Linked DNA regions of Mus musculus: all the other regions are linked to region 3. A link is a contact called in public HiCAR-type and promoter capture Hi-C data. All regions are on one chromosome and are shown on one strand. Each heading gives the region's core, a stretch centred on a gene start, on an enhancer-like site or on the middle of the called end of the contact. The rest is flanking DNA. Distances are from core to core; before and after follow the strand shown. Region 1 holds the start of Ercc6l (excision repair cross-complementing rodent repair deficiency complementation group 6 like). Region 2 holds the start of Phka1 (phosphorylase kinase alpha 1). Region 3 holds the start of Rlim (ring finger protein, LIM domain interacting). Region 4 holds the start of Pin4 (protein (peptidyl-prolyl cis/trans isomerase) NIMA-interacting, 4 (parvulin)). Region 5 holds the start of Atrx (ATRX, chromatin remodeler). Region 6 holds the start of Pbdc1 (polysaccharide biosynthesis domain containing 1).

Region 1 (3,637 bases), core at 408-2,907, 1.8 Mb after region 3:
ATAGTTTATTATATTGGTGCAAGTGTCTCTTATGTTGGGGTCCATTTCTCAGGGAATCACAATGTCCATGTCCCCATCAGTATGTTTTGAGTCCTTGCTGGCCTCGAACTCATCATAATCCTATCTCAGTTTCCAGAGTTCTGGGCTTCAGGAGTGGCTTTCTTAGTAATATATAAACCAGAATAATTTTTGTTGGCTCTCGACCTCTTATGTATCTTTTCCATTTCCCTAAGGCCTGAGCTTTGCCTTTGAAAATGACTGCATCTTAACTAGAACTTCTGAAGGGGATAACCACATTATAATTGCACTTATTTGTTTATCTTCACAAAATGAAAGAAGCCATAGAGTCACAGAGCTAAGCAAATGCTCTACTACTGAGATATAGCCCCAGCACTCACAGGGTCTCACTAAGTGGCTTGGGTTGGCCTGAATGGATTTTGAATCTGTAATCCTTCTGCGTCAACCTCAAAGGTGCTGGAACCCTAGGCTTTGGTATCTCCACGAACAAAATAAGCCAATTCAGGCCAAATTAAAGTATAAAGGCAGGTTTATTGGGGGCAGCCTCCAGGCAGGTTCATTCACCATACAGGAGGGGGGTGTCAGTGAAGTCACCATGGAAAGATAGGCAGAGAAGGGGGAGAGAGAAAGCAGGCATGCAGAGAGAAAAGAGAGGGAAAACCAAAAAGGTCTGTATTACATAATGAAGAGCTGCTGGGTGGCCCAGCCTCTGGGTTGGAAAGTTCAGTGTAGAGGGTGGGGTTTGCCAGTCATGCCCTGTAACAAGGATGAAGGATGGTGGGAGAACCTGAAGGCCAGGTCCACTTTGGTATGTTATATATGCACCTCAGCTACTTGTCCCGGATCTGAAACCCAACAGGCTTGTGCCACCAAATCTAGCTATTATTATTTTTTTACATTTAATTTTTTCATCATTTCATATATGAGTAATCTGTAAGCCATTCATTCCCATTCAACTCTTATCATGTCCCCTTCCCAACCTCTCAAATACATAAATAACCTCTACTCTATTTGGTATTGCGTAAATAAGGGCGTGTGTGTTTGTGTGTGTACTTCTGAGACAGGGTCTTGTTTATATGCAAGCTCAGTCTGGACTAGATCTTGAGATCCTCCTGCCTCTGCCTCCTAAGCACTGTTATCAGAGGTGTGCACCACCACGAGCGGCTTAGGCTTTGTCTTTGAAAATCCTTCTTCAGTGTCAGCTTTAAGTTGCAGGATTGCACTTCTAGGTGTGTGAATTCCAAGTATGTTCAGTGCCAGGCACTGGCGGGGAGGAAAAGGGGGCAATGGAGACCTCTATGGGCCAGTACAATAAGACAGCCTCCACTCACAAGGACAAGAGAAACAAGCGCGCATTTTACTCACGCTCTTAACTCCTTCCCTTCGCTCTCATTACTCAACATTCACACTCACCGCCACGCAGTTAGGACGGAACTGAAACCACCACCGGTCACGTGAATCAGCAGCCCCCCCCCCCTCCAAAAAAAAAAAAAAAAAAACCCAAAACGTAAGGCCACTCTAGCTAACGTAGCTAGCTAGCGCCAGTGCTCGAGGGCGCAGGCGCAAGACCTTCCTGGGCGGGGCTCAGGAAACCGCGCTCGAGCGCCAGATCCCGGATTGGCCCGCCGCGAGGCGGGCAGTTGGCTCTACCAGTCTAGTGCGTGAGCCCAGCCTGGGTAAGGCGGGAGCGAGCGAAATTCAAGCGCGGTTTTAACTGGGAGTCTCCTTTCCTGGGCTCTCCGGATTCCCTGGCCATGGAGGCTTCCCAAGGCTTAGCGGAAGTGGAGACTTTGAGCCCACAACTGGCCGAGAGTTACCTGAGGTATGTTTGGGTCTCCGGACGGGTCGAACTTGCAGTCCCTGGCCTGGGGTTGAGGTGGAGTGGCTCCCACCTCCCCCTAGGATCTGCTGTGGCTTTGACCAGATTTCTATTTCGGGGAGCTCGCCCTGCCAAGTCACTCGTAAGTCAAATAACTCTTGAGTATGAACTCTTTAAGAGCCTGAATTTTAATTAACTGATGAAATCTTTGAGTCTTTCTAACTCGCCAACCGCCAGACCTGGGAGAAAAGAGGAAAAATAGTCCCTAAGTTGTTAGCAATTGGGTAGTGAAAATGGGATCTGAAACAGAAATACTTTATGGTGTTTGATGGATGCTGTAAAATGTTTTATTTCCCGACCAGAGTGCTGCCATTAAAAGAAAGGGGGTCCAGTTACGAAGGGAAGACATATGCCCCCAAAGGAACCATTAAGCCCAGTGAATGAATACGCTTTCACCAGATGCCTAGGTTGGAATATTTAACTATTAAAAATTGTAGTGCAGGGCTGGAGAGATGACTCAGAGGTTAAGAGCACTGACTGCTCTTCCAGAAGACCCAGGTTCAATTCCCAGCACCCACATAGTAGCTCACAACCATTATGTAACTCCAGTCCTACAGGATCCTATGTTCTGGTACCTATGTGATGTACATGCGCCCCCCCACCCCCGCCCCGCGCGCGCATATGCAAAACACCCGTCTATGCCTATATAATTTTTAAAAGACTACATAAAATATTAGCAAAGGATTTGTAGACATTTCTCTTAAAAAACACATAATGGCAAACAGGCACATGAAAAGGTTGCTCAAAACCACCCCTAAGTAGAGGAAAAAAGATCACAACTATAATGGGGTGTGTGCCATCCCCTCCTGAGACTGAAGATACAGAGGGTTGTGAGCCACCATGTGGGTGCTGGGAACTGAACCAGAGTCCTCTGAAAGAGCAAGCACCTAGTCCTCTTAACTACAGAGTCCTCTCTACAGTATGTAGATTTATGTTGTTAACTTGTAGGGTTTTTTTTCCTTGGAGACAAGGTTTCTCTGTGTGGATCAGGCTGGCCTTGAACTCACAGAGACCCACATACCACTAACTTTTGCTCAGTGCTTGGATTAAAGGCTAGCGCCATCACTGCCAGGCATAGGTTTTGTTTTTTTTTGTTTTTTTTTTTTTTGAGGCAGGCTGCTCTTGAACTCTATCCTTCTCTCTGAGTCCACATAGTGATGGAATTACAGGTACATAGCACCATGTTCCAGTGAATCAACGATCAGTCAGTGGACAGAGCCACCAGTACTCTAAGTAGAGTTTTCCCTCGAGGGACCTCCTCTTAGATAAAAATGGAGAAAAGAATTTCAAGACATACCAGAGGGAAGCAAAGTTAATGAGTCTCTAAATAAACCTGGAGTCTTGTAAGACAGCCCATGGGCGTATGCTTCACAAGAGAGTTGACTCTCGGGGGTCTTCACAGTGGCCACCACTATAAAAAAAGTAAGTGGCTTTCCAAGTTTAATATCACAAAGGATGTAATTTACTATAAGGCTTAAAGATTAAATCACTCTTAAAATGTAATTAAATTAAAAAATAGACGAGCTGGCTTACTTGTTTTTCTCCAAGGATGCTCCTTTACAACTGAAATTCTAAGGTGGTTTTCTTAGGCTCATTGTTTGGATTTAGGATGAGAAGAGTGCTCAGTCAGTGAAACTCAAGAAGTTCATGCAACTTCTGGCCTGAAATAAACAGTTTGTTTGCTGTTTTTTTGGTCTGGTTTGGTTTGGTTTTTCGATACAGGGTTTCCCTGTGTAGCCC
Region 2 (3,152 bases), core at 623-3,122, 1.3 Mb after region 3:
AGAAGTTTATCTACTTAACAGGGCCATTATATAAGGTATATAATAAAAATTCCAACTTATTAAAGGGAGAAAATGTAGTGTTCGGGTTAACATAAGCTGTTACAGTTTTGTTTCTCAATATCAAACAGCATCCTGGTTTTCATGCACCAAGCTCTTGTGAGGTAGTCAGCATGAGTCAGCCTCCTGGGTCTTACTGGTTCTGGGACACTGAGCAGATCAAGTTTCTAAGACTACAAGACTGAAAGTCTAAATTGGACCAAGGATAAAAGCACCAGGGCAATGCCAGCCAACAGGGTCTGCTGATAGCCAGCTAGCTATCATTCTTAGTGATGCCACACCTCTGCCATTCCTAATCCAGTCATGCTATCATGAGGTGAAGGGAGGTCTATGCATAAGGAATATAAAGAGTAGAAAGAAGATAGTGGTGTGGGGAATTATGATTTCAATATTTTATTTCACCTTTTTGTATTTTGCAATTTTTCTTTAATGATCATATACTACTTTAATGTTTGAAAATGTGCTTAAATATCAAGGTGAAGAAAAACTAGACGACAGACACTTGAAGGGGACCAGGGTAGAGAAAAAGGTTTCTGAGCCTATAGTCTGAGTGAGGGCAAGATATCAGGGAGTTAGGGGCATAGGCAGGAGGGTGTTCTCTCCAAACCGAACTCCCTTTCCCAGTGTACTAAGGACATGAAGTGCTGTACTGGCCAGCCATCGCATTTGCGTAGGTTGTGACTGCAATGGGAAACTATTTGCTGGAGAAGTCCGTGCCACTGTGTTGAACTGCATCATTGACTGGCTGTTCAACCTGAGCACTTGAGCACTCACCTTTCATCACCATTATCAGATATTCACTAGTCACCTTCCAAGGTGCCTGACTATACGCTATACTGCCTGAGGAAGAAGCTGCAGCAGAGACAAAGGTGGCAGTGGCGCAGAGGCAGCTTGTAAGAAGAGAAGAAACTTAGGAGAGGAAAAAAAAAATAGAACGAAAATGCAAAATCACTGTGGGCAGAGTGAGGTGGCCAAGGAAGGCTTAGATTTAGAACTTGAAAGGTCAAGAGACAGTCTTATTCTCTTACCCGGCAAATCAGAAAGCAGGTGGTACTCCTGCTGAGCCCAGAAGAAGTTTGGGAGGGCTATGAGTAAAGGTTAGGGGTTGGGACAGTAGAGCTCGGAAGCATAAGCCCTTTGGGGACCGCCTGCCAGAGGCAGATTCCTCAAGCTCCTCACTGTATCCTCGGCAGCCTTCTTCCCCAGCCCTCCTCAGTCACTTTAATTTCAGCTGAATGTTTGTTCTTTGGGCCTAGTCACCTATACTTTACGAGGAAGCTTTCCAAAGCAGATAACTCCCACTGTCAGCTGTCCCATCAAGAGCACCCTCAGCCACTGCTTGGCTCCCTATTCTGCTCTCAGCCTGCCTGACACTTGCTTCCTCAAAGCTCCCTAACCGCTGCGGATTCGCGCATCTTTAAGGAGGAGCTAAAGAACTCCTTAGGGAGCTGGGGGTTTTTGTTTGTGTGTTTATTTGGTTGGTTGGTTGGTTGGTTGGTTTCAGAGTGTGGCGCTTAATCCGACTTTTTGCTCCTGAAGATCCGGAAATGGAATCGTTCAGTCCCAGTCTCTCAGTTTTGAAGAGTTCCTGAGGGTTCCTAAAACTAGTCCTTCAGAAGTAAGAGCAACAGCCTGTGCGCACAACCGTGCAAAATTAAAATAGTCACTTGTAGTGTTTCGAAAATAACTCCCCCGGGGGGGCGGGGAGAGCACAGCGCCTCGGGCGACACATTCTGGGCGGAGGGTGGCGGGCTACTGGCCCGTGGGCGTAGCGCGCAGCTGCAGGACCCACGCCCCGCCCCCGCACGCTCGCCAAGGGAGGCGGCACCCGGGGCGCTGACCCGCTGCTGTCGCCGGCCTTCAGTCTCAGGGCCGCCCCGGTCTCCTTCAGTCAAGCGGAGGATGCCGGTGCGCCACCCGGGGACCACGGGAGACTGAGTGGAGACGGGGTCTTTGCCGGCCGAAGCCTAGACCGCGGGAGGCTGAGCCGCGGCCTGAAGTGGACTCTGAGGCCGCCGGAACCAGGTGACGCGCGGGAACCATTGGCCACACGAGCAAGGGAGCGTTTAGAAGGTTTCCGTAGGCCTGGCGTCCGAGCTTCCCGTGTGTGCAGTGGGGGATTAGGGACGTGGCACCATGAGGAGCCGCAGTAACTCGGGAGTCCGCCTGGACGGCTATGCTCGGCTGGTGCATCAGACCATCCTGTGCCATCAGGTAAGTGTAGGTAAGGGTGAAGTGTGAGCTCCGGACACTGACTCTGGGTGAACCCTGAACGCATTTGTCTCTGGAGAGACCTTAAAGGATCCCGAAGGAAAGTTGCATGTTGAACTTGGAGTAAAATCAAAGTGTGGCATGGAGAATCACAATCCCCCACCCTCGACCCCTCTGCAGTGATTCCAGAGTGATGGTTTCTGAGCTCAGACAGAATGCCACCCCTTCCCCCAACTCCCCACCCTCCCAACTATGGCAGGATTCCAGGGACAGAGTTTCAAGAAATAACACTTTTTTATTGCCCTCACCCCAGGTTTGGGCCATCTACTTCCACTCCACTTCCCCAAAGATGTATGAGAACATAGAGCATCCTAAGAGACCTTAGACTACTGTGAAGGTCAAGGCACTTTGTACATACTTTTAAACAGTTTTGCACAGTGGCTCAGGCTGGCCTTGAACTTGGGATTTTCCTGCCATAGCCTTCACAGTTTGGACAACAGACCACAAGCCAGTGGGTTTTTTTGTTTGTTTCCTAAGCCGTTGTTGTTTTATTTCTTCCTTTGTTGAGAGGATTTTACCTTGTAGCCCATGCTGACCTCAAACTCCCCATCCTCGAGCTTCATCTCCCCATTGCTGGGGTAACAGGTATGCGCCACTGCACCTGGTTTATATGTGCTCTTTGGAGTTGTTGGTTTTTGAAACCAAGTCTGTCTTTGTAGCCCACGATGGCCTGAAACTCACTATGTAGCTGGCCTCGAAGGAGCGTCAGTCTGGAGAATTATAGGCTATAAGGCACTGCACCTGGCTGTATATATTTCTAGATTTCTTTCCTACTCCTTTACTTCAGACTTTTCGTTGCTAGTTGAATTTAACTTTTATATTTA
Region 3 (3,419 bases), core at 360-2,859:
TCTGTAGACCAGGCTCGAACTCAGAAATCCACCTGCCTCTGCCTCCCAAGTGCTGGGATTAAAGACGTGCGCCACCACTGCCCGGCGTGTTCTTTTTTTTTTTTTTTAAAGATTTATTTATTTTATGTATGTGATTACACTGTCGCGGTCTACAGACACAGCAGATGAGAGCATCGGATCACATGGCAGACGGTTGGGAGCCACCACGTGGTTGCTGAGAATTGAACTCAGCGCCTCTGGAAAAACAGTCTGTGTGCTTAACCGCTGACTCATCTCTCCAGCTCTTTACCGCGTTCTTAACCGGTGAGATAAACTAAGTGCTTTACAGAAAATTACGTAGGTAATGGAGAAGGTTAAATAGAGTGGTCACGGGTTTCTCTAGGAGGTGAGGTGAGGCCTAGACGATCCATGTAAAAAATATGAAAAGAAAAATATTATAGTGTAGTTTATGTGTGTGCCTTTTTTTTGTTTTTTGTTTTTGTTTTTCGAGACAGGGTTTCTCTGTGTAGCCCTGGCTGTCGTAGAACTCACTCAGTATACCAGGCTGGCCTTAAACTTACACAGAGATCTGCCTGCCTCTGCCTCCTGAGTACTGGCGTTAAAGGCGAGCCACCGTCGACCAGCTTCCAGCTTCCAGCCCAGTTTAAGCAACTGATGTAGCAATAAGTTAGGTTCGTTGGAACAACAGTAAAAAAGTTAGTCTACCTGTTCTTTTATCAGAAAACAGAAAAATAGGGTGGGAACACAGAGACGTACTTTAAAACGGGGTGGGGGCGGTTGGGTTCTTATTCCCTTTAACTGAACAATGGGAACTGAAAGGTGTATGGCGCATTCCCTCTGGTCCTTTCTTTAGGCTTTAGCATCCAATAGACGCTTCCTTAACCGCCCTTTTCGAATTCCCCCACTATCACTTTTTCCCATCCATTTACAAATCGCCACACCCTTTTAAAGTACTCTAGTTAGAGCCTCGAGGAGGCCTTCCCCACCACTTTTTAACATTGCAAATTCACTTTTGTCCCCACGTTTTATGCCTCCACCCACTTCCTCACTTTTAATCTCTAGTATTTAGCAACAAATTGTTTTATAAGTGTGTTCACCCTAGATTACCAAATCCCTTAAGGACTGAGAATTCTTGGACTATTTCAACTTAATTTATGGTTCAACTTCCTCAACATCTACAGCTGTGCTTGAGCTACAGTTGGCATTCGATAAATACATGTTGAATAAAAGGTTGGCTGCCGTCTACACTAGTCTGGACTGTATGGATCAATGCCAGTTACACCGATACTACATTCTTGTTCTCTGTGAAGGGCTTCAAGCGGCCCGACTGTGACGTCCTTCAGCTTTCAAAATGGGAAAGCGAAGGTTCCCACAATTCTCAGAACGCGAATTTCTCGCTACAACTCAAAATGGCGAAGGAGGGTGGGGCCTGTCACATGGTGGGCGTCCCAGTAGCATTTTTTTCCCGACCCGCCGCCCGTCTGGGCGGGTAGTCTGTCCGGCCCCTCCTCTGCCCACCAGGCCTTTTCGAGGGCTCAACTGGGATTGGCTGGCCAGCAGTCTGGGCGGGGGCCTGTGAAGCTGGGAGCGCAGCATCACTTCCTGTTGTGGGCAGTCATTTCCTGTCAGTGCTAGGTAACAATGGGGAAGATAATGGCTGATTGAGCTACGTCTCCGAGCTGGCGCTGTTCTAGAGGCGGGTCTCTTGCCCGGGTTTAGAGGCGGGTTAGAACGCGGCGGCAGCGGCAGCACAGTAGCGCAGCGGAGGTCCCAGTGGCGGCGGCGGAGCCCAGTTGAGTTCCCTCCTGGCCGAAACACCGTGTAAGTGAAGGTACGGGCACCCCGAGAAATGGGATGTCGGACTGGAGGCAGGCAGGGGCCGCGGCCCTCAAAATGGCCCGAGTTGGCCAGCCGCGGCCGAGACACCCACTACGGCCTCCGGACCTGGGCTCCCGGCTGTGGGGGGCTCCGTGGCGTAGTCGCCGCTGCCATTTTAGTTGGGTGGCGTGTGTCGGCCCCGCTCGTGGAAGAAGGGGAAGGAGTCGGGCAGGACTTCCTCTCCCAGGCCGTGGAGTCGGGGCCCGGCCCTCCCGAGCTAAGAACGAACGCCGGGGAGGCGATCCTGGACTCCGGGCCTCAGGCGTGAGGATGGCTCCAGTGCTTCTTACTAAGAGGTTCCCCCCACCCCCCATCGTCGTCGCCCCGCGTTGCGTATCGGGCTAGGGTTTGGGGAAGTGGGGTGGAGGTGCTCTTAATTCGGATGTTGGGAACTCTTGAACCTTCAGATTTTCACAGGATTCGCAGAGCCTCATTTTGAACGCTTCTGTAGGGCATGACCAGTTTGTTAACCTCTGGGGCTACGGTGACAGTCTTCCGGGAGGATCGGAGACAAACGTGGTTTGCTTCCCTGCACCTTTAGCCCTAAGTGTATCCTTGGCCAGATTTTACTAGAAGGGTTTTCCTCCTCACAAGAAAAAAAAAATTAAAAAAACGGAGGGAAAAGACGTTGCGGGTTGTTTTCCCTGGTAAGTGTGGGAATTGAGCCAGACTATTTTCAAGTTAATTTCCGTGTGATCTGCCAGCAGCCCTACCCCTCCCCCACTCAGAAAAAAACCCCTAAGGGTCTCTGCTTCTGCGGGCGGGCGGTACCTGCCACGTACGCCATAGCTTAGTAACTAGTATTAACCGGTTGGGCTTCTGCTTCCTGAATACTCAGTCCCTTTCCCCCTTCTGCTGATTAATTTCAAGATGGAGGAGACAGCCACGTTCTTTTCCTGGACAGTTTCACCATACTTATTCCACAGGTTCGTTTGGCATCTGAGGCCTAGGAGACTAGTTATTTAGGTCATTTTTTTCCTCTTTTGGAGGGGAAAGGGATTTTATATCAGATTCTCATGGGCTCCTGGCAGGCCCCACTGTATATATGTTTTTTTTTCCTAGAAATAAGTTGCTTACATTTCTTGACTTGTAATTAGCCACCGTGCGTTTGAATGATTGAAGACAGAAAGAATAGGAAGTGTAGTCCTAATCATTTCTTTGATTCTTTATAATTAGGAGGCAGGCACAATTACAGGTCCACCTTTTCCTCAAATCAGTTTCTGAAATACAGGTTAAGGATCTAAAAGGACCAACCCAAGCACCCTTTAAGATAACTATTTAAGGGCAAACAATCATGCTGAAAAGGTCACAAATATCTCTTAGCTTAAAATGTCCTGATGATTTTTATTATTTTAATTTCTGCCTTAGGCTACTGTGGTATGCCAAATAAGTTCTTGAAAGTGGCTCGTAGAACTTGAAAATAATTATTAGTCTGATAAGGAAAAGCCTATTTTAAACAAGCTAATATTAAAAGGTAGATTGCCTCTTGGCCTTTAAAGGAAATCTTTTATCTAACTCCTGGTTCCTTCTGACCTTGGTTG
Region 4 (3,240 bases), core at 368-2,867, 1.9 Mb after region 3:
GGCCAAGGTGTCTAAGATTAAATTAAGTATTTAGTTTAACAACTGTTTCCTAAATAATTCCCCAGTTCAAGTTCTTGGGGGTACACAGTGAATAGGATTCAAAGCCGCAGCCAAGGAGCTCGTATCCCAGTGAGGAAGAGAGACCACATTCTGAGAGTCCGACAAGCGAGAAATTGTGGAAGGGAACACATATGTCAGCTAGCCAGGTACCACCTGATGGATGAACAGGAGCTGAGCAGCTAAAGGACAGTGTACCCCTGGTGACCTCACACTCAGGTCCTCCTCAGCCTCCCACTGCTGTGGCATGTCTCTGCAGTGCCTCACCCATTTCTCAGACCTTTCTTTACAACATCTTGGTTCCTTGGACCTCTGGGGTATCACTCTACTACACTCCATTTATTTGTCTCTTCTCTGGGTTCCTACAACCACAATCTTAGTTCAGGCCAACTCTCTCTCTTACCAGAACTACTGAAATCATCTCTCTCTCTCTCTCTCTCTCTCTCCCTCACTACTCTCCCCTCTCTGTTTGTTTGTTTGTTTTTAAGACAGGGTTTCTCTGTGTAGCCCTGGCTGTCCTGGAACTCACTCTGTAGACCAGGCTGGCCTCGAACTCAGAAATCCACCTGCCTCTGCCTCCCCAAGTGCTAGGATTAAAGGTGTGCGCTACCGCTGCCCGGCTTGAAATCATCTCTTTAAAGGACCTCCTGGCCCCTAACCAACCTTAATTAACACCATATACAGCACACCTCATGATTTAGTTTTCTTCTGTTTTAATTTCCCCAACTTGCTTATTTGTTTTGAAGTTTTACTTCAGCGATGCTATACTAAACTGCCTTTGGGGCTGGCCTCTCCGGGTTGAGGACTCTTTACCCTATTGCTGCTGCTTATCTCAGCCTGCCCAAAGTATCTCCAGTTTGTTTCTTTACCCTCTTTCCACCTTCTATAACATAACTCTCACAACTACATTCGGCACAGTACTTAGAGGCTACTATCTTCCCCACATTGTCCAGCGATGAATAAGAGTTGTCTTAGTTTTCTAGCCTGAAAGCACAATGTTGTCCCCAACAACGGTCTTCAAGAAGCGAGTCCCTCCTCATGTGTGTGTGTAGGGGAGGGGAGGGGGGGGGAGGTACGTCCTGTTAGTTGTTAAGAGGCCTAGATGGACTAGATTGATCACTAGTGTAGGCTTCCTTTTATTGCTGGCGTTTCATCAGATTCAATTTTAGTGGGAATAAACCCCAGGTCACGAGGAACCATCCCCAGCAGCTTCTATTGCCCGCCACGAGGGTCCCTGCACTGAAACCTCATGGATACCCTGAACCACAGCAGCTCCTCACGCACTGATCTTTCCTTACCACAAGAAGCCCAAACATAAACCACAGCGGCTCAGGGTGCTCCCGGTGGCCCTGCTGTCCGGCTTATGATCACCTCCCTCCCCCACCCCACACAGCTGCAGGTCTACTCCTGTCCTTCTCCCCATCCACCCCTACGCTCGCTCCATGACTGTCTCGGCAGGTCTACCTTTCCCTCCTTTTCCAGAACCACTTTTCCCCTTCGGCGGCATCTCTTAAGCTGGCGGATGAACTCTCCGGCAACTGTTCCGGTGCTAGCAAAAGGACCCCTCAGGCCCCACAGGTATGTCCTCCGCAATGCCTGAAAGCAGCGTCACAATCAACTATTTCTGCTGCGGTTCCAGAATCAGGCATAGCTTGGAACAGACCCAGTCCTTTGGTTCTTTGACCTATAGGAGCTAGAGATGTTAGACCAATGAGAAGCCGAAGCCTTACGGGGAGGCGGGAACAAAGGTTGCCCAGAGACGAGAAAGCGCAGCCTCTATTCTGTTCTTCAAAGCTTTTACTTGCCCTCATTTGCACTTGTTCTTTGCTCTCTCTCGCCCCGCCCACTTTTTTGTGCATGCGCAGTGCGAGCCTCAGGCCACTGCAGTTCTTTGGCGTGGGCTTTTGCTTTGGGGATTCTAGACAAAGGGACAGCAGAGGGAGTTTAGATAATGGCCTTCTTCCGTCCTCTCTCCGACTGACACAGACCTGCACTCCCTAATGGCTTTTCTTACTTACTTGTTTGTTTATATTTTTGCAGCAGTAGTTGATGGGGTACAAAAGATGGAATTTTTTTTTTAAAGCCTATCATCCCATTGCCTGTGACAGGCAGAAGTCTGTCATGGAGAAACATTGGAAGCAGCCTAAATTAATTTTAAAATAACGATTATAAGCTGTGTGTACAGAAATAGCCTTAAGGAAGATTATAGACCAAGATGTAGAATGTGATTTTTTAAAGTTATATATCCTGGAGAACATAATCTATGCACCTAAAAGACAAACAAGGCATTAATGCTGTTCAGCAGGATAGCATGTGACCACTCGTGTCAATCTATATAGTATTCATGTCTCTGTATTTTTCCAGAGTTCTTTTCTTTTTTCCTTCCTTCCTTTCTCTTTCCTTCCTTCTTTGCTTCCTTTCTTTTTTCTTTTGATACAGGGTTTCTCTGTATGTAGCCCTGGCTGTCCTGGAACTCACAGAGATTTGCCTGCCTCTATCTTCTAACTGCTGGGGCTTAAGATATGTGCCACCACCTTCCAGCTCAAAGTTTGTATGACAGCACAGCATAAGGCAATTTAAAGCTTGGATTCTGGAGGCACATGACCTGCTTTAAAACCCCTTCTACTAGTCCTGTGACCTTGAAGACGCTCTTGGGCTCAGTTTCCATCTTCTGCGAGATGGTGTTGTTAAAGTATCTGCTTATGGAGTATCATGAGAAATAATTTCATAGTCGATGACTAACTGGGGGCGTTTACTTAAGATGAATAGCTTTTGAATTTGCATCCCAATGTGCTCTTGATCTCTCTTTCTCACTCAGTCTCTCTTTTTGAGACCAGGTCTTGCTTAGTAGCCTAGACTGTTCTGGAACTTACTATGTCCTCCTGCTTCTGCCTCTCAAGTGGTGGGAATCATGTGCCACTTGGATACATTTTTCTCTTTCCCCCACAATCCTCCCCTCCTCTACCAATAATTTTCGTATATGACATCTTTCCCTCTATTCCATGAGATCACTGTCCTATCTTGGCTATCTGACTCAGCTTAGTTTTTGTCTGTTTTTGCAATACTGGTGATCAAATTCATGGCCTCACCAAGGCCAGGCAAGAGCTTTATGGTTGAGCCACACCCCAGGCTAAAATTTTGTTGTTGTTGTTGTTTGTTTGTTTTAGATAGGATCCCACTATG
Region 5 (3,277 bases), core at 514-3,013, 1.9 Mb before region 3:
TCTCCTCCTTCTCCTCCTCCTCCTCTTCCTCCTTCTTTTCCTCCTCCTCCTCCTCCCTTCCTTCTTCCAGGGAGGGCAGACTTGAGAGGACTAGGAAGTGAGTGCGATGGGGTTTCACAATGTCAAATTCCAAATAATCAATAGAAGTACTGTGAAAAGACATAAAAAAATGTATATTAGAGGCTGAAGAGACTGCTTAGTGATTATGGGCACTTGCTGTTCCCAGCACCTACATTGGGTAGGTCATACCTGCTTGTAACTCCAGTGCCAGGGGTCCAACATTCTCTTCTGCAGTGTGAGGACTTGTGTACATATATACATCCAGGCTCTCTCAAACATACATACAACATTTAAAAACCAAATCTTTATATGTTAGTTAGCCAGGTGTGATGGCATATGCCTTTAGTCTAAGTTCTCAGGTGGCAAAGGCAGTTGGATTTCTGAGCTGAAAGCCAGCCTGATCTACAGAGCAAGTTCCAGGAGAGCCAGGGCTGCACAGAGAAACTCTGTCTCGGAAACAAACAAACAAACAAACAAACAAAAACCTAGTCTGATTGTTGGAATGCATTGTTTGAAAAGAGACTCTTCTCTTGTCATTCTAGTCCAAAACTGCAACCCTGACATCTAAGCATGACCAAAACTGTTGCATATTTCAGGAAAAATAAACAGAATGAACAAAATAAAGGGAATGAACATGTGTTCCAGAATAAATGTGGGCACAAAGTTGGAAACTTCAAATTTAGAAAACTTATTTGTGATTTGCAGAGATTATGAATGAAAAATGAAATGAGGGGGAAACGATTTGGATCAGTTGGTAAGTGAGATATACCCCCAATCATATCAGATTGAACTAATGGCTGACCTGTGTGTGACAATTTCAAGATTGTTCAATATCAAAAGAATTAGATGTCAATGTCCAGTTGATCATATATATATAAATACCTGTAAGTATCCTTAAGTATGATGGGGTACACCTGTCTTCTAAGCACTTTGGGAGGCTGCAAGGACAGTCCAAGTTTGAGGCCAGCCTCATATACATGTTGAGTTGCAGCCTAGTCAGGACTGTATAGCTAGAATTTTTCTCATTCTCTTTCCACAAAAGGTAAAAATTCACACGTGTAAGCGTTGGCAAGCTGAATATTATAATGAAATATATAGAAGAAAAATTAAGAATATTATAAAATAGGAAAGAAAATATTTATATTTTGGGTGGCTATGGAGATTAATGATTAAGAGTGTGCATGTGGGGGAGGGGTTAGGACATAGCTCAATGATAGAGTATTTGCCTAACATGCACAAAGCCTTGGGTTTAAAACAGCATAAGAATGTATGTCCACCCTCCCCGCAAGGATGGATGTTTGGCTGAATGTGGAACTTGTGCATTGGTATCCTCACCCATTAAAATGTTAGGTCTGCCTACTTTGGATGGTTCAAGCATGAGATTAAGATAAAGGATCTGTGTAGTGGTCGACATATAGTAAATTCTCAATAAACGTAAATGGGGTGTCATTGTTTCACCAATTATGTGGAAGTAGAGAGGTTGGACCAAGAGCGCATTTTCAGGATAATGTCAAGATACATCCCTGACACTTTGAGGTCAGCAGTAACTGAACTGGACCCCACTAAGAAGAGGTGGAGGGGATCAAATGACGTCGACCGCCTTAGCAACAGGCTCCCAAAGAAGGTGAATTTCCGTAGCCAATAAGACACTGAGCTCTGGCAGAGGTAGCCAATAGATGACGGAAAGAGGAAGAGGGAGGACGCGCCAATTCTCCTGCCCAAGCCTCGGCCCAACAAAATGGCGTCGGCATAGGCCTTGCTTTGTTTCCGTGGCTCTTGCAGCAGCAGCAGCAGCAGCAGCAGCAGCGGTAGCGGACTCTGAGCTGGGAGGACGATCCAGCACTATCTGCGGTGACTACTAAGATCCCAGTACTTTTCGTTCAGCCACTGGCGCCGAGGAGCGCAGAACGGTACCCAAGGGGTTGCCAAGCCAAGCGGCCGTCCGAGCCAAAAACATGACCGCTGAGCCCATGAGGTAAAACGCAAGCCCTTGTCACGGGCCCCGGCGTTCTGCTCCCGGGCGCCTTCCACTCGAGTGGGGTGTTTGCAAAGACGTGCGCTAGGTGCCCTAGGCCCGCGCGCGGCTTCGCGGTCAGCGGCATCGTTTTCCCTCTAGGTGAGCGGGGCTGGGGGAGCGCGGTGGGAAGCCCCAGCTGGGGCTTGGGGTGTGTGTGTGTGTGTGTCTATGTGTGTATGTGTGTGTCTGTCTGTCTGTCTGTGTGTGTGTCGGTCGGGGGCGGCATGCGGCGCGCGCGTTGCCTTTCCCGCCTCCCGCCGCTGCGGAGCCGGGAGCCCCTGCTCGGCTCACGCCTCCGTGCCCGCGGCGTCGAGGCCTGGGGGCGGGGGGTGTCGCGGGCCACCGAACGCTTGCGGTCAGTCTTTCGAATCTCGGGGCCTAGCGACTGCGTGGGGAAGGAGGGGGGAGGGGGGGGGAGAAGGTGGATGGGGGAGGGGGAGGGGCGGAGGATGGGGAGGGGGAGGGGCGGCGGGAGGAAGTGAGATCCTGGAACTAGCGAACCCCAATGGTCGCCTCCACTGGAAGTCCTCCAGCTCTCCGCGGCTCCGAGAGGAGAGCCGAGCATTGGAGGTAGGAGGGCCGGGCCCGGAAGGTACCTCTAGAAGGTGCCTTTTCGCCCCCCGACTCCAGATCCTGGAGGGTTATCTTGGGGACCCCTGGGCGGCTGAGACGGAGAGCGGGCAGCCCAATGCGGGCTTTTGCTTTCTGAGAACAGCGGCCGACGACTTTGCAGGAGAAGTCCGGTTTTTGACGGGACATCGGTTGTTGTTACCCCCTGCGGTTTGGGACACGTTCCGTGAAGTAGTTAGATCGTGCTTTTATTTATTTGTTCCACGAGGCATGTGGAGCGGGTTAACGGGGATTCACCAGAAGATTTATTGCAAAGGTAGAAGAGAGCCCAGGCCCGATGTTAGCGATCAAATACGTTTACGATTCAGGCTGTTTTTCCACGCGTTTCTGATTTGCTTTTTGATTGTTTGGAGTAGTTAATCTGAAATGGATTCCGCTTTTATGCAGATACCTTGCTTTTTTAGGCAGTTTGATATTTGACCTTTTATCCCAAGATTGAATTCGGTGATTTTTCTTCTCGAATGAGATGCAAGCTTGGTGAATAGTGGCAAAACGAAATTATAGGTAGCGTGGATCATAATTGCATCTGTAATTGGCAAAATGTGCCGTTGGGTGACTAGGACATCATGG
Region 6 (3,176 bases), core at 3-2,502, 1.1 Mb before region 3:
AAAACCCAATGAACTACTGGACATCTTTTTCTCCAGCATCAAGTGATAACTATTATACTAAATGAAATAAAAATACAATTTATCATTACATATGTAATATATATTGTATTATATAAAAAATTAAACGTAACTTACATTAATATACCCACTTACATACATCAGAGTTGTTGGGAGGACAAAAATACATGTGAAACTATTTTTCACTTTCCTGAGTGTAGCAATGCTATAGTCATCATTTGTCTTTATCAGATAGCCAATTTTCCATTCTGTAAAACTCCAGAACAAATGATGTAGCTAAATTATATATAAGCATATCTGAACAAGTACCCACTGGACTTTCCTTTTTCATCCTGCCTGCTGTCCCCTTCATGATGCCAGAAAAATCCATCTACACATGCACCTCCCACCTTAGACCAAGACATTTTCCTACCTTTGAATCTATATTTTCTGTCCACTTATACTTTGAGGATCCAGTTCCAGTGACATTTCCCAGATGTAATCTACTGCCTCCATCCTTAAAAATCTCTCCTGCTAAGCCCTTTCCATCCTATTGCTTGAACCACTCATCTAGTACACATTACATCCTGACTGCTATCTCTGTCGTCTTTTTCTTCCCTTATCTCCCGACATTTGTACAGAGGTCCAAATGACACACACCACAAACCGGTGCCACTTTACCGCGCAGTGCAATCATTCATTTTAAAGGTTCTCTAAAAACTACTATGTTTTAGCTCTTCTTCCCCCAGACATTATGACTTGATCTGCTGTGGGCTGTAATCTGGTTGTGCCTCTGGTGCTGTGGCTTCCCAGGTGGTTTCTAAATCATAGAAAGTTAGCGACTCACTTTCACGTGGTCTAAAGTACTACAATTACACTGACTTGAAGGTACTATTTTCGGCTGAGGTGGGAAAGTCTGAAGATATCAAACAGTAAAGGAGCTTATAATTTAAAGCTGGGTGGGCGGGAAGTTGAGGTGAGTCATACTCACGTCGTTGCCATATGACTCCGGAGGGTGAGAGAGCGCATGGGCGATGGACAACGCTTCCCCAGAGACCTGAGGAGAAAAAAAAAAGCGGAGCTGAATGAGCGATTCTTTGACTCCTTGGGCCGCTCACCACCCCATCTCCACTTAGGTATTTAACCAACTCCAGAGTAGTATCTCACCGGCTCTTCGCTTTCGCCGGCAGCATCCATGTCGCCGCTAGGTAAGTGCGGCTTTCTCGTCCCGGAAGTGACCTGTTGCGCGCGCTGCTTTCACAGTTAACTGAAAGCAATAGGGCGGAAACAGAGACCAGTTTCTCCGTCTGCGCCTGCGTGCGCCCTCCCTCTGCAGAGGAAGCGGTGGCTCCGCCTTATCCGGGCCACGCAGGCGCCAGCGAACGCGTGTTGTTACCTAGCAACACTGTTCCTCTAGCCTAGGTGATAGAATATTCAATAAATCAATGGGGAAAATAAGTTATATGAAAAAAAAAACATTTTTAAACGATGCTGTTATTAAATCCCTTGTGTGCCGTGTTTCCAGTTCACGCGCGCGCAAACACACACACACACACATACGCCCGCCTTAACCACTTACAAGCAAGGTTCTAGAAGCAGGACGGTGGAATTCTGGGATGAAGAAGAAGAATTTGCTACCTGTTTTGGAAGAACTAGCAGAGTGAGGTAACAACGAGGTGTGCTTCATTATACACTGTGGGAGCATACCTGAGCTGAGTCATGATGGGTGCTTAACCAAGCAGGTCAGAAAGACTCAAGACAGAGGGAACGTGCATGGGCAGAGGTATTAGTGAAAAGGCATTAGAATATCTTGCAAAGAACAATCTAGCTGGAACAGATTGCAGTCAAGAGCTTTGTACGGTGAATTTTAATGAGATGAGAATTAAAAAAAAAAAAAAAAAAAAACCACAAGTCAAGGGGTTTTTGTTTTTGTTTTGGATTGGCATTTGTTTGTTTGAGACTTCTCCACTCTCATTTCCACAGAAGCTGTTCGAGTTTGGAATCTCACCAAAAGTGAACAAGAATTCCCATTCCCACATCCTCACCAAAATTTCTTATCAGTTGTTTTCTTGACCTTAATCTTTCTAAATTGGGGTAACATGAACCTCAGAGTTGTTTTAATTGGCATTTCCCTAATTGCTATAGATGCTAAAGTTTTAACGATAATCCTTAGCCAATTTTTCATCTCTTTTTTGGTTTGTTTTTGTTTTTTGCGTTTTTTTGTTTTTGTTTTTTGGGGTTTTTTGTTTGTTTGTTTTTTTGTTTGTTTTGTTTTGTTTTTCTGAGAATTCTCTATTCAGATCTGGAGCTGCCCCCTCCCTCCAGCCATTTTAAACTGGATCCTTGGCTTTCTGGAATCCTTTTTTTTTTTTTTTTTTTTTCCTTCCTATATTCTGGATAGTTTATCAGATGAGTAGCTGCCAAATATTCTCTCCCACTATGGGCTTCCTCTCTATTAGCTTATTGTTCCATTTTCTGTACACAAGTATTTTAGTTTTATGAGGTCTTCTTTGTTAATTGTTTGCCTTAATTCATAATTGAATGGAGTCCCGCTCAAAAGTCTCTTGCTACACCTATATGTTGTAGGGCTTCACCCATCTATTCTTATAGCAGTTCCAGCTTTACAGGTTTCACATTGATCTATTTGATCCATTTCAAGTTGATTCTAGTTCAGGGTAATGCATTCAGAATGCTGTAAAACTACATGCATTCATGTTTGGACTTCTATTTTGTTCTGTTGATTTCCTAGTCTGTTTTGGTGCCGTTACTGTAGTTTTTTATTATTATTATTATTGTAGTGCTGAAATCTTACCAAATTGTATAACTAAAACTATACTATTCCTTGACATCTATCCAAAGGGCACAGTGTCCTGTTTTACAGATACTTGCTCAGCCACATTCATCACTGCTCTGTTCATAACAGTTGGAAATTGGAAACAACCTAAATGCTTTCTCTCTCTGATTTGTGGATTCTAGATCTGAATCTTAAGAGGTGAGTGTAGAACCTGAAGTTAACACAGAAACCATGAAGGTTAAAGGAGAGAATGGGGAAGGGGTAAAATGAGCTATAAAGCAAGGTGAAGAGAACGAATTGGGCAATTAGAAAACTGAAGAGGCTTTATCTAGCAGGAGGGAGGGCAATCCAGATGAAAAGGGAGGGAAGGGGGATAAAGAGAACT

The links. Promoter capture Hi-C pulls out the DNA fragments that hold promoters and counts their contacts. HiCAR-type assays count read pairs that join an accessible place to other places. Capture Hi-C pulls out chosen DNA fragments and counts their contacts.
Region 1: a contact with region 3 is called in a promoter capture Hi-C map of adipose tissue. The contact joins the promoter of Ercc6l here to the promoter of Rlim in region 3. A contact is called at or near these places in 3 of 39 promoter capture datasets (erythroid cells, neutrophils and pre-B cells) and 2 of 9 other capture datasets (adipose tissue and liver).
Region 2: a contact with region 3 is called in a promoter capture Hi-C map of pre-B cells, with 3 times the contacts expected there. The contact joins the promoter of Phka1 here to the promoter of Rlim in region 3. A contact is called at or near these places in 2 of 39 promoter capture datasets (liver and pre-B cells).
Region 4: a promoter capture Hi-C map of erythroid cells shows a contact between it and region 3, with 28 times the contacts expected there. The contact joins the promoter of Pin4 here to the promoter of Rlim in region 3. A contact is called at or near these places in 4 of 39 promoter capture datasets (cranial neural crest, erythroid cells, liver and 1 more).
Region 5: a HiCAR-type map of astrocytes shows a contact between it and region 3, with 9 times the contacts expected there. The contact joins the promoter of Atrx here to the promoter of Rlim in region 3. A contact is called at or near these places in 3 of 39 promoter capture datasets (liver and pre-B cells), 2 of 115 datasets of contacts at active chromatin or transcription factors (astrocytes and double positive thymocytes) and 1 of 9 other capture datasets (liver).
Region 6: a promoter capture Hi-C map of erythroid cells shows a contact between it and region 3, with 29 times the contacts expected there. The contact joins the promoter of Pbdc1 here to the promoter of Rlim in region 3. A contact is called at or near these places in 7 of 39 promoter capture datasets (the 3T3-L1 cell line, erythroid cells, hippocampal neurons and 3 more), 3 of 115 datasets of contacts at active chromatin or transcription factors (astrocytes, embryonic forebrain and large pre-B cells) and 2 of 9 other capture datasets (adipose tissue and liver).

What each region holds. Positions count from the first base shown.
Region 1 is chrX:102,155,111-102,158,747 of GRCm38.p6, reverse strand. It overlaps Ercc6l (excision repair cross-complementing rodent repair deficiency complementation group 6 like), which reads left to right and starts at 1,657. Exons shown (of 2, transcript NM_146235.3): 1 at 1,657-1,840. The coding sequence starts at 1,773.
Region 2 is chrX:102,642,966-102,646,117 of GRCm38.p6, reverse strand. Phka1 (phosphorylase kinase alpha 1) reads left to right here and starts at 1,872. Exons shown (of 33, transcript NM_008832.2): 1 at 1,872-2,271. The coding sequence starts at 2,194.
Region 3 is chrX:103,979,475-103,982,893 of GRCm38.p6, reverse strand. Rlim (ring finger protein, LIM domain interacting) reads left to right here and starts at 1,609. Exons shown (of 5, transcript NM_011276.4): 1 at 1,609-1,831.
Region 4 is chrX:102,117,846-102,121,085 of GRCm38.p6, reverse strand. It overlaps Pin4 (protein (peptidyl-prolyl cis/trans isomerase) NIMA-interacting, 4 (parvulin)), which reads right to left and starts at 1,617. Exons shown (of 4, transcript NM_027181.2): 1 at 1,522-1,617. The coding sequence starts at 1,564.
Region 5 is chrX:105,927,858-105,931,134 of GRCm38.p6, reverse strand. It overlaps Atrx (ATRX, chromatin remodeler), which reads left to right and starts at 1,763. Exons shown (of 35, transcript NM_009530.2): 1 at 1,763-2,035. The coding sequence starts at 2,016.
Region 6 is chrX:105,077,832-105,081,007 of GRCm38.p6, reverse strand. It overlaps Pbdc1 (polysaccharide biosynthesis domain containing 1), which reads right to left and starts at 1,252. Exons shown (of 6, transcript NM_026312.5): 1 at 1,165-1,252; 2 at 989-1,054. The coding sequence starts at 1,194.